2 separate regions of the Mustela erminea genome follow, and region 2 is linked to region 1. A link is a contact called in public Hi-C data. All regions are on one chromosome and are shown on one strand. Each heading gives the region's core, a stretch centred on a gene start, on an enhancer-like site or on the middle of the called end of the contact. The rest is flanking DNA. Distances are from core to core; before and after follow the strand shown.

Region 1 (4,868 bases), core at 552-3,051:
CACTAGAAAATCCATGAGGTAGATATTAATACCATCTCCATGAGGACAAGGACTGTGTCTGTCTTGCTCAGAGCTACATCCTGATCCCCTGTCACATGGTAGGAACTCCAATTTTGTGGACTAAATCAAATAGATAAGATAGGAATTTATTAGAGGAAAGAGTAGTTAGGAGCTGTTAAGATGTGGTATGCCCTATGCAAGGCTCTTGGCATAGCCTGTACAGATTCTTAGTTGTGTGGAACAAGAGGACGAGAGGGAAAGAAGTAAACCCAAGAAAGTTTAAAATAGTGTGGAGTGGCAGGAAGAAAAGCCAGCCTGGAGATCTGAATGCAAGTCTTGCCTTTGCCACCAGCTGTGTCATTTAAGGCTGGCCACTTCCCCCTTTTCTGAGCCTAGTTCCCACATCCATAAACTAGAGGTATCAGTTAAACAAACTGGTTTATAAACCAGATCTTTACTGAGTACACACAACGCGCAAAGTTCTGTTGTAAGTGCTGGTAATACTTCAGTGAATGTGGCCCCCGCTCTCTCAAGCTTATATTCCGTAAGAGGGAACCAGACAATGAGAGCAGTAAAATTCATAAACAGAACAATTAGGTGGTGAGAGGTGCTATGAAGATAACAGAACAGGGTGATGGGATAGTACAGGGGGCTGGTTGTGGCTCGGTAGTGGGAGAGAGCTTCTCTGAGGAGGCCACCTTTCAGCTGAGACCTGAAGGTAACGGCCTGGCCAAAGGGTGGTCTGGCAGTGAGGCATTTCAAGCAGAGGAAACACAAGAGCAGAGCCAGGCAATTCTGAGACACAGAAATGCTGTAACTCTTTTACCTTCTAGGATTCCAGAAACAGTGATGCACTGCTTGTATTGTTTAGGTCAGGGATTTGTATTATGAAATCATTTGTTGGTGGTATGGGATATTTGCTTCTTCATGGAAGTGACTGGATGGTATAGAATCTTTCTGGAACCCTTGGCTACGTCTCTGTCTCCCTGGCTCTCCCACAGTGCTGGTTGCTCGGCTGGCTCCCTGTGTAGATGGATGCAGGCTCCATTTTAGCTGCAGACTCCAAAAGCAGACTGGAGAGAGTTGCCTCCTCAATTACTTAACCACGGCCTTGAAGACCCTTCTAGAACCCCCTCCCATCCCACCTAGTCTTCCTCCATTCTGACAAGCCAGGGCTTTGAGAGCACAAGGTTCAGCTTTCTTGTTTTCCTGTCAGAGCAAGAGCCAGAAAATAAAACAGGAAACAGAGCGGAAGGGGGGGGGAGGTAGCAGAGAAGGAAAGGAAGGAGAAATTGCTGGAAAGTAGAGCTGAAGATCTGGACAAAGTTCTACCTCTCAACGGGTGACAGTTGAGCTGTTAGAAAACATTCTGACTTGTCACAAGAGACCCCTGTCCTTTTTTACAGACAGATTTTTGAGGGAATTTGGTGTGGATGGAGAAACCCTTAAGAATGCCTGTCTTTTTCCCTTGTGAATTCACAAAGCGAGTACAGTTCATTGCTTGGTTTTGTCTTGCAAACAGAGTACTGCTGGGAGCCTCATGGAGTTCTAGAGATTCAAGCCACAACCTCAGGCCCCAGTCACGAGTGTGCACCACAGCCTTGCCGATTCACTGACAGGCCTTTGGAGCAGAGAACAAGTGTGTGTCAGTGAAAAAAACTGCGGAAGAGTCTTCTCCATTTTTTTCCCTTCTTCAACTCAGGACTGACATGTGATTTCTTCTATATCCACCTCACACACAACAGTATCTTAGGCCGGCTTGGGTGTCAGAGTCTGAAATGAGTTAGAATCAAAAAGTGCCTTTCCTGGCCCCCACAGAACTGATGGAGGCCAGTTTTGCTTGCCTGGAGAGATAGCAACCATCCCTTTGTTCCCACCCACACTAATAGCTGTGGCAGAAGATAAACCCCTCCCTCGCCAGGTCTGTGGCCAGAGGCAAACGCAGACCCCAGCTCCGTTTAGACGACCGATAACTGAAACCACAGAAGGCTTTGGAATCCTGAGAAACGAGAAATCCACCAACGGAGAAGGATTTATTATCTGTTTCCTTGAAGGAGGGTGCAAAGTTGTTCTAACAGTTTCCGTTACAGGGGTACCCACTGGCCGCTCCTCCCTAACAGCCTTTTTTGTTGAGTTGGCTTCTTGGGCGTTGCTTCTTCTTTTTTGGCCCCACTTCCTACCAGGACAACTGTTTGAGGAAGAGCCCTGGGGGGCGTTCTCGGCACCGTCCTCATTAGCACCTGAGGTGGGGCTGAGGATCGAATTAGGTCCCCGTTATCTTGAGGAAGGGGAAGGCAGGGGGATCCCCCCACTTTCCTCACACCGGACGCTGGCCACAGAAACCCCAAGGCTCCTCTTTCTATTCAGAGACCATCTATTGTGTGCCAGGCCCTGTGCTGAGCGGTTGACGCCTGACGGCAGGGAAAGTGCGGCTCTGGCTTCGGTGCAGAGGCCCCAAGAGCCTCCTCCGCACAAACACGTCGGGAACTCAGTGGATGTTTGTGGGCTGCAACCGGGCGAGAACGCCGACTCTGCCACAGTAGCACGGACGGGCTAACTGAAGGCTAGGGAGGGGACCTGAGGCGCGCGAAGCGCCGGCGGGAACTCTTCAGGTGTCACCAAGGCGGGAAGGTGCCACGGCGGAGGGCACAGACTCTTGGTGCTAAGGCGTCCCCGCCCCGCGCGCCCGGAGTCAAGATGGCCGCCGCGGAGGGGGGCGGGGCAGCTCCGAGACCGGGCAGGAGGGGGGCGGGGCCGCCTTGGCGGAGCTGGTGCGCAGGCGCAGGCCGCTCGGGGTCCCGGATGAAGGAGCTGAGGTTCGGGCTCCGCCTGGGAGGTCGAGATGGGCTGGGGCTACGGACTCGGCGCCAGCTTGGGAGCATTGGAGTTTTTGGGGAGGAGGGAAGTTGTCAAACGGAGGCCGAGGGAAATGAGGCGGAGGTCGCCGAGAAGCGGAGAGCCCCGCCCCTCCGCCATAGCGTTCTCCCGATGCCGCCACTTCCTTTACAGCCTCCCGCCCTCCCCTGCCTTCCGGCCGTAGGCCGGCTCTGGCCGGGCCCCACCGGCCCCCTCGGGAGTGTCCCCGAACCGTGGCCCCTTTGGGGAGAGGTGGTTCCCACTACCCGCCTGGGACTGTGTCCGAAAGGAAAGGCTTAGGATGGGTTTCGGACCTGGCTGGGGTTGGCAGAAGGCGGCCCCTGGCTCGCGACAGCCGGCGATGCCTCTGGTCCCGAGGACCCTGGGTCACGGAGACTTCCCTATTGTACAGAGGACGCTGTCCTACTCCCATGGGTCCCGGGCTCCAATTCAGGCTTCTCCGGAGTCTGAGCTAGGGCCCTCCCTTCTCTAAGCATACCCAGTAAGAGCATGCGCTGTCTTTGGATAAGTATTGGGCTCGGAGTTGGGAGTCCTGGGTTGTTACCATGGCTCTGAAAGAGCACATGCCCTTTGGCCTGGTTGAGGGCCGGTGGGAAGATCATGAGGTTCCAGAAGGGAAAAAGGAGATATTCGCTTTAAATATAGCCCAGGGTGTGTCACATGACCCCAATGAGCCTCAGTTTCCACATCCATAAAACGGCGATGGTAATTATACTGGCCTCACACGGTCTAAACCGTGGAGATTTTTATTAGTCCCCACTCTGGGCATATTTATCTCCCAGGAAAATAGAGTAAAACTAGTTGCTCCTAAGCGTCCTGCCAATTCAAGAGTTTGTGATTTTGTAAAGGGGTTGTTGGGAAGCGAGGTCTTCAACTAGCCCAGAGGGACAACTCATTGGCTTTATTTTGTTTTAACTTGGTTTACCTATAAGCTAAGTGTAGGTTACAAGAAGCCTGTGGTCGTTGGGGCTAGAGCTTGACTCTGGAGAGAGGAAAGGAAGAATGGAAGCCTGGTGAAGAGGCAGAGGTGGGTTAAGTGCTTTTCTGTCCCCAACTTTTCTTCTGCATGTGGGTGGGAAGCGAAGGAAAGAAAAAAGTGAATTCACCCTGGGATGGGGAATCAGCGGCCATGTGAAGCTGGCCGTACTGATTTCTACAATTCCTCTCGATTCCGCGAGTCAGATGCTGGAAATGCTGCATGGATTCACAAACTACCGCCGCTCTCTGGGGTTTTCAAAAGCTTGCCTTTGAACTGAATTTTGATGAGTAAACCCTTGTGGCGATGACGGCCCCTCCCTTCCTCCAGGCCGCCTAGTAATGGCGTGAGCAGCAGGCGCCCCCTTGTGCTGAGAAAAGTGTACTGTTGCTATTGGCCAGTCTTGCGCCCTTGGTGGAGAAACTGTTTTCCTGTGGCTTCTGTGACTTAGGTCTTAACTAAGACGTGAGATGTAGCGGGAAGAATACTTAAAGCAGTGATTTTATATCCCGAGCCAGTGAACTGGTGATGCCGTATCTTGTTCTTGCCACTTCCACTCAGTGAGAAACGGAGGCTTGAAATGCCTGTGTGTAATGCTGGACCCAGCTGGTGTAATTGGGAGCATGACAAAGCCCCTGCCCTCCCGAGCCACATAAGTAAGTCACAGCAGTAAAGACGACGAAGCACAGTGCAATGAGAGCATATCATATAGTCTAGTCAGCATCAGAGAATTCCAGAAACGAATAATAGCTAAAGATTTGATAGATACTACTCAGATAAGAAAGAAAAGTCTTCCAACCCTCGCTGTTAATTTCCCAGTTGAAATGTTTCTTCCTTTAGGGATAGTTCACCCCAAATCATCAGTGAGCTGCCTTTGGTGCTCTGGCCCCCACTTCTGATTTCCCAAACTAGTGTTGGAATGTTCGGTAGGAGCCATTGCTACTTCTTTTAGCCCAAGGAGTTGCGTTTAAAAAAAAAAAAAAAAAAAGAAAGCCTCGAAGTTCATTCCTTGCCT
Region 2 (4,879 bases), core at 431-2,930, 130 kb before region 1:
GACCTTACCAAAAGAATTAAGTAAGTGGTCTACAATGGCCAATCTTTTGTGCTTTAAAAATCTCTGGATTTAAAAAATGAAAACATGACTTCCTATCCCCCTACCCCCTCTCAAAACCACCCCTCTTTTTAAGTCTTGGTCCTATAGCAGTTTCCTAAGGAATTCTACAAAATGTCAAAGGTTTCACAGAAACTTAAGTTTGCTAATGTATAGTCTACAATGTACACTCTACACTAACAGAAGAAATTAGTATAGGTTGTGTCAAATCGTGTTAAAATACAACATTAAATAAATGCAAAGAGCCCAGAACAAAGAAAGTGATTAAGCTGGTTTAACTGCATTCAACCCACTATGCTAAATCCCTGTAGGGGGCTTGAGTTAAACAACAAACTTGGTTTTTTTGGCCTAAATCCTTTTCTTCAAAGAATACATTTTTCTGGTAATTCCGATAAATTTGTTTTCATCTTCTTCATTTTTCAGTCCCTAGGGAAGCTGGGGTGAGAATAACCTATCCCATTGGGTTACATTTTAGGAAGAGATGGGACTGCGAAGAATGGAATAGAGATCAACTAACTATACAACTAAAGAGGCATTGGGTTAACCGAGGAATGGGAGGTGTGCGATTGTTCAGCCCCAGAAAAAGGCCAGCTAGTGACGCCCGGGATGAGGATTTTATCCGGCAGTGAATCAAGGAAGACTGAGAGGGAGATAATAAGGTGTAATTATAGCAGTGCTGTTAGTGCCTGTTTATGGGGTCTGGCAGCAATTTGGTTGAACACCCCTCATTTTGAGAAATTTGTAATTTGGCAGTAAGAATTCTTGCCTTAAAATTTGGCACAAACCCTCACAGTTTAATATTGCAAAATCTGGGAAATGTTGAAATGTGGCTGCTATTCTAATTGAACTTTTTCAGGCTCTTTCGAATTGGTTTTTTTCCTGTTGGATTCAGAAACAAACGCCTTTTTAAAAGTTCACGAAGGTTTTTTAGACTACAGACTCAAGTAAGCTTACAAGCAGATGTACTGCTGTAGTAAACGCTCACGACTTAAATCTTTGTGTACACACAGTTGCGGGGGAAGGGTGGGGGCTTTAACTTGAAAAACCCGAGTTCATTCTGTTTGGTAGCCCTTTAAAAATTCCTCACAATCAGTATTTTGTTTAATTTCCTTTGAGTCGGAGCGGTGCAACGTGGTGGTGCTCTTGGTTTTATCAACCGACTGCTTCCCCCAAGATTATTCTCCGTTGTTTTAAAGTAGAAGGGAGGTCACCAGGCTTTAGTGAAATGCGGCCAACTCCGGCTGGGACCAAGTTGGCCCAACCGACTTCTCTAAAGTAACTGGAAGTTTTCTGACAGGAAACCGGTCAGTTCTTGTAAGTCTCGGCTCCGGTTCCCACGGCCCCGGCGGCGGAGGCGCCCCCGACGCCCCTCTCTGGGCCGGGGAGGGGCGCGGGGTGCGGGGCGCTGTGGGCGGCAGGGGGCAGCAGCGGGAACCCGTTGTTCTCGAGGCGGGGGGTGGGGCGGGAAGCCGCGCCCCCCCCGTTTCCGCGCCCCGCTCCCTCCCCTCCCCCTCTCACGCCTTCCCTCCCCTCCCCGCGGGGAGGAGGGCGGGGGGTGCGGAGCCCTCTCCCGGGACAGGGGGCGTGCGCGTCCCCTCCGCTCCCCTCCCCCCGGCCGGGCTCTCCTGGCTCCCCGAGGCGGGAGTTTCCAGGAAGAGCTCAGAGCGCGGCCGCACCACCGAGCGCACGGAGACATCAAGTAGTCCCTCAGAGCAACATTATTAGGGAATTCTAGCTGCCAGGGGCTGTCAGAGTCGCAACCCCGGAATGATAGCGGGTGACAGCCTGGCCTGAGGAGCTCAGAGAAAGAGGTCCGAGCTTCCACTGTGCATTGCCGGAGAAAGATGTGTGGGGGAGGCGGAACGAGTTCCGGCGGAGGGCTCGGGCGCGCCCGGTGGAGTGAAGCGCCGCGCGGTCGAAGCGCACACGGAGTTAAAGTGGGCGGGAAAACCCGGAGCGGACTGTCCCTGACACGCCCAGGACCTCCCGTCCCATTTTTCGTGGGGGAGGAGGACGAAAAGAGCAAGGGAGAGAAATGTGTTTCCTTTCCCTGCTACCTAAACCCCCACTGAAGAAAAAAGTGACGACCCGCCAACGGGTACGCGCGGCAGGACGCTTAGGTCCCGCCAGGGCGAGGAGGTGCCGCGTGACTCCTCCTTCTCTAACGTCCGCACCGTCGGCGCACCGCGCGCGGTCAGAAGCCCAGGCCTGTGAGCCGGGGGAGAGCTGAGCGCGCGCATGCGCGCGGTGGCGCGCGCTTCCCGCCCCTTTCCTGAGAGCGTTCGCTTTCCCCCTCCCCCCACGTTCCTGTGCCGCCACCTCAGAGCTTCCCCCGCACCCAGCCCTGTCTTTTCGGGGGAGGTGGCCCGTCTTGCCTATCCACTGACTAACCCCTTCACCTCAGCTTCGCCCCGCCTTCCCTGAGCTCCGGTACAAACTCCGCAGCGAGCGCTCGGCTTTCACATTCCCGCCTCCGCCCTCTATTTCCCCTCCCAACCCTGAAGCACTTCCTGCGAACTGCCCGGGTCTCGCTCTCCTCCGCGCGCCGCCTACTCCCTGCCCCGACTGGGTGGCTGCCTTCACGTTGGCAGAGCCACAGCTTGTGATCCTGTAATTCTTCCTCCAAGTTGCGATCGCCTGCTCCATTTTACAGATGGGGAAGTTAAGGCCCAGAGTTCTAACAGGCTGGATTCTTCGAGTTCTTCCCCAGATTGAACCATAACTGACAATGGAAAGATAAACCCTCAATTTCCTAGAGTTTCAAGCAACCTTGGAAAGACAGCCCCCCAGTCTTTACCTTGGGATCCTCAGTCCGTCAGCAACAGCCATAGAAACAATTTACCCCAAATCAACTCTGTAGTGTTTACTACGTCAGATAAAGGGCCAATTCGAGATCCTAGACTTAGAGGTGATAAGAGGTTATTTGTTCAATGTAAAATCGCTTTTTAACGTGATGTGTCATGTTTTCTCCTAGATCTTGTAATTCTCTTATTCCTCCCCCCATTTGAGAGAAGTTTTTAAGGTTTTGAAAACATTGTGATGGAATTTGTTTCCTCGATTTAAAAAAAAAACCTATTTTATCTTAAAAGATAACTTTTCCTTTTTGTTAATGTTTGGTTATTATTATCCTGAATTCCTCCTCTTCCCAAAGTCAGTTCTTCCATGGGCTTCAGCTCTAATTTGAGTTATGTGTGAGAGGCTTGCAAGAGGTGTCATAAAGAAAGCTGGAAGCGCTGTAAGCCTTTTGTGTACCACAAATCTTAAAGATATAACTGGGAACAAAAGGAAACAGGAGACCCGTGTAATTTTATGTATATCTAGAGATTTCATTAATTCAGATTCAATGATTTGAGACTTATTCCGAGCATGGTAAATATGGATCTGTTTTGTTACTTTTTTTTTTTTTGAATGACACTTTTATCATGATTTCCCTCTATTGCAAATATCTTTCTTTAAAAAAAAAAATATTTTATTTATTTATTTGACACAGAGAGAGAGAGCACAAGTAGGCAGAGCAGCAGGTAGAGAGAGAGAAGGGGAAGCAGACTCCCTGCTGAGGAGAGAGCCCTATGGGGCTTAATCCCAGAACCCTGAGACCATGACCTGAGCCACCCAAACGCCCCTTTGTAAATATTTCTAAATTATTTTTTGGGCTGATGTCTTCTAAGCATAACGATGGTCTTAAGAACCAATCCTGATTTGTTACAAGAGGGTTTTTTGTTAAGTAGACTTAGAGTGTTGCATGCTAACACTTTCTGAATATTTGTTCAGCAAATGGATACTTCCTAGATGCATAGATAGCACTGTTACTTCTTTTGTGGCATATAAAGTTGGACAAGACAGGGCTGGGTTTTTTTGTTGTTTGTTTGTTTTTAAGATTTTACTTAAAATCTTTTTTTTTAAAGATTTTATTTATTTATTTGACAGAGAGAAATCACAAGTAGATGGAGAGGCAGGCAGAGAGAGAGGGAAGCAGGCTCCCTGCTGAGCAGAGAGCCCAATGCGGGACTCGATCCCAGGACCCTGAGATCATGACCTGAGCCAAAGGCAGCGGCTTAACCCACTGAGCCACCCAGGCGCCTCAAGATTTTACTTAAAATCTTAAGTAATATTTTACTTAAGAGAGTGAGAGAGAGCATGCCCAGGGGGAGGGGGGAGGAAGGAGAGGGTAAGACTCAAGCAGACTCCCTACTGATTGTGGAGCCTAAGGAGGGGCTCCATCCTAGGATCCCAAGATCATGACCTAAGCTGAAGTCAGAACTTCAACCGACTGAGTCACCCAGGCACCCCAAAACAGGGCTGTTCTTAAAATGCAATCTAGTAGTTGGGGCACCTGTGTGGCTCAGTGGGTTGAGCCTCTGCTTTTGGCTCAGGTCATGATCCCAGGAGCCTCACATCGGGCTCTCTGCTCAGCGGGGAGCCTGCTTCCCTCTCTCTCTGCCTGCCTCTCTGCCTACTTGTGATCTGTCTCTCTGTCCAAAAAAAAAAAAAAAAAAAAAAAAAAAAAGCAATCTAGTAGTGGAGATAAAACTCTTTATCATAGGCCCAAATCAGCGAAAATTCATTATTTATAATTCATTTAAAAAAATCATATAAGTTATATATTAATTTGCAGTTTACAATATTCTCCCCCTTTGTTCATGTACAGTTCTCAGGTTCTGAACATGCAGATCAGGAGATGGGAGCAATGAATAGTTAAGAACCATCTAAACAGAAAGGAGCAGGAGTGGTGACTTAATGGAAATGTGAATAATGACACAGTCCATTATTGAAAAATAAGATCGTAGGAACAACAGGAAAGAGAAAAATTAAAGTGTAAGAA

The links. A called contact is a pair of places that touch in the nucleus more often than the background predicts.
Region 2: a Hi-C map of skeletal muscle shows a contact between it and region 1, with 11 times the contacts expected there. The contact joins the enhancer-like site here to the promoter of PIGV in region 1. A contact is called at or near these places in 2 of 3 Hi-C or Micro-C datasets (skeletal muscle and spleen).

What each region holds. Positions count from the first base shown.
Region 1 is chr10:90,144,221-90,149,088 of mMusErm1.Pri, reverse strand. It overlaps PIGV (GPI mannosyltransferase 2), which reads left to right and starts at 1,801. Exons shown (of 5, transcript XM_032302209.1): 1 at 1,801-2,245; 2 at 3,810-3,904.
Region 2 is chr10:90,276,407-90,281,285 of mMusErm1.Pri, reverse strand. No RefSeq gene overlaps it. Among named protein-coding and RNA genes, the nearest start is that of ARID1A, 56 kb to the right of the region's middle. Within about 2 kb of position 1,680, the one cell type or tissue checked has open chromatin away from gene starts, as enhancers often do.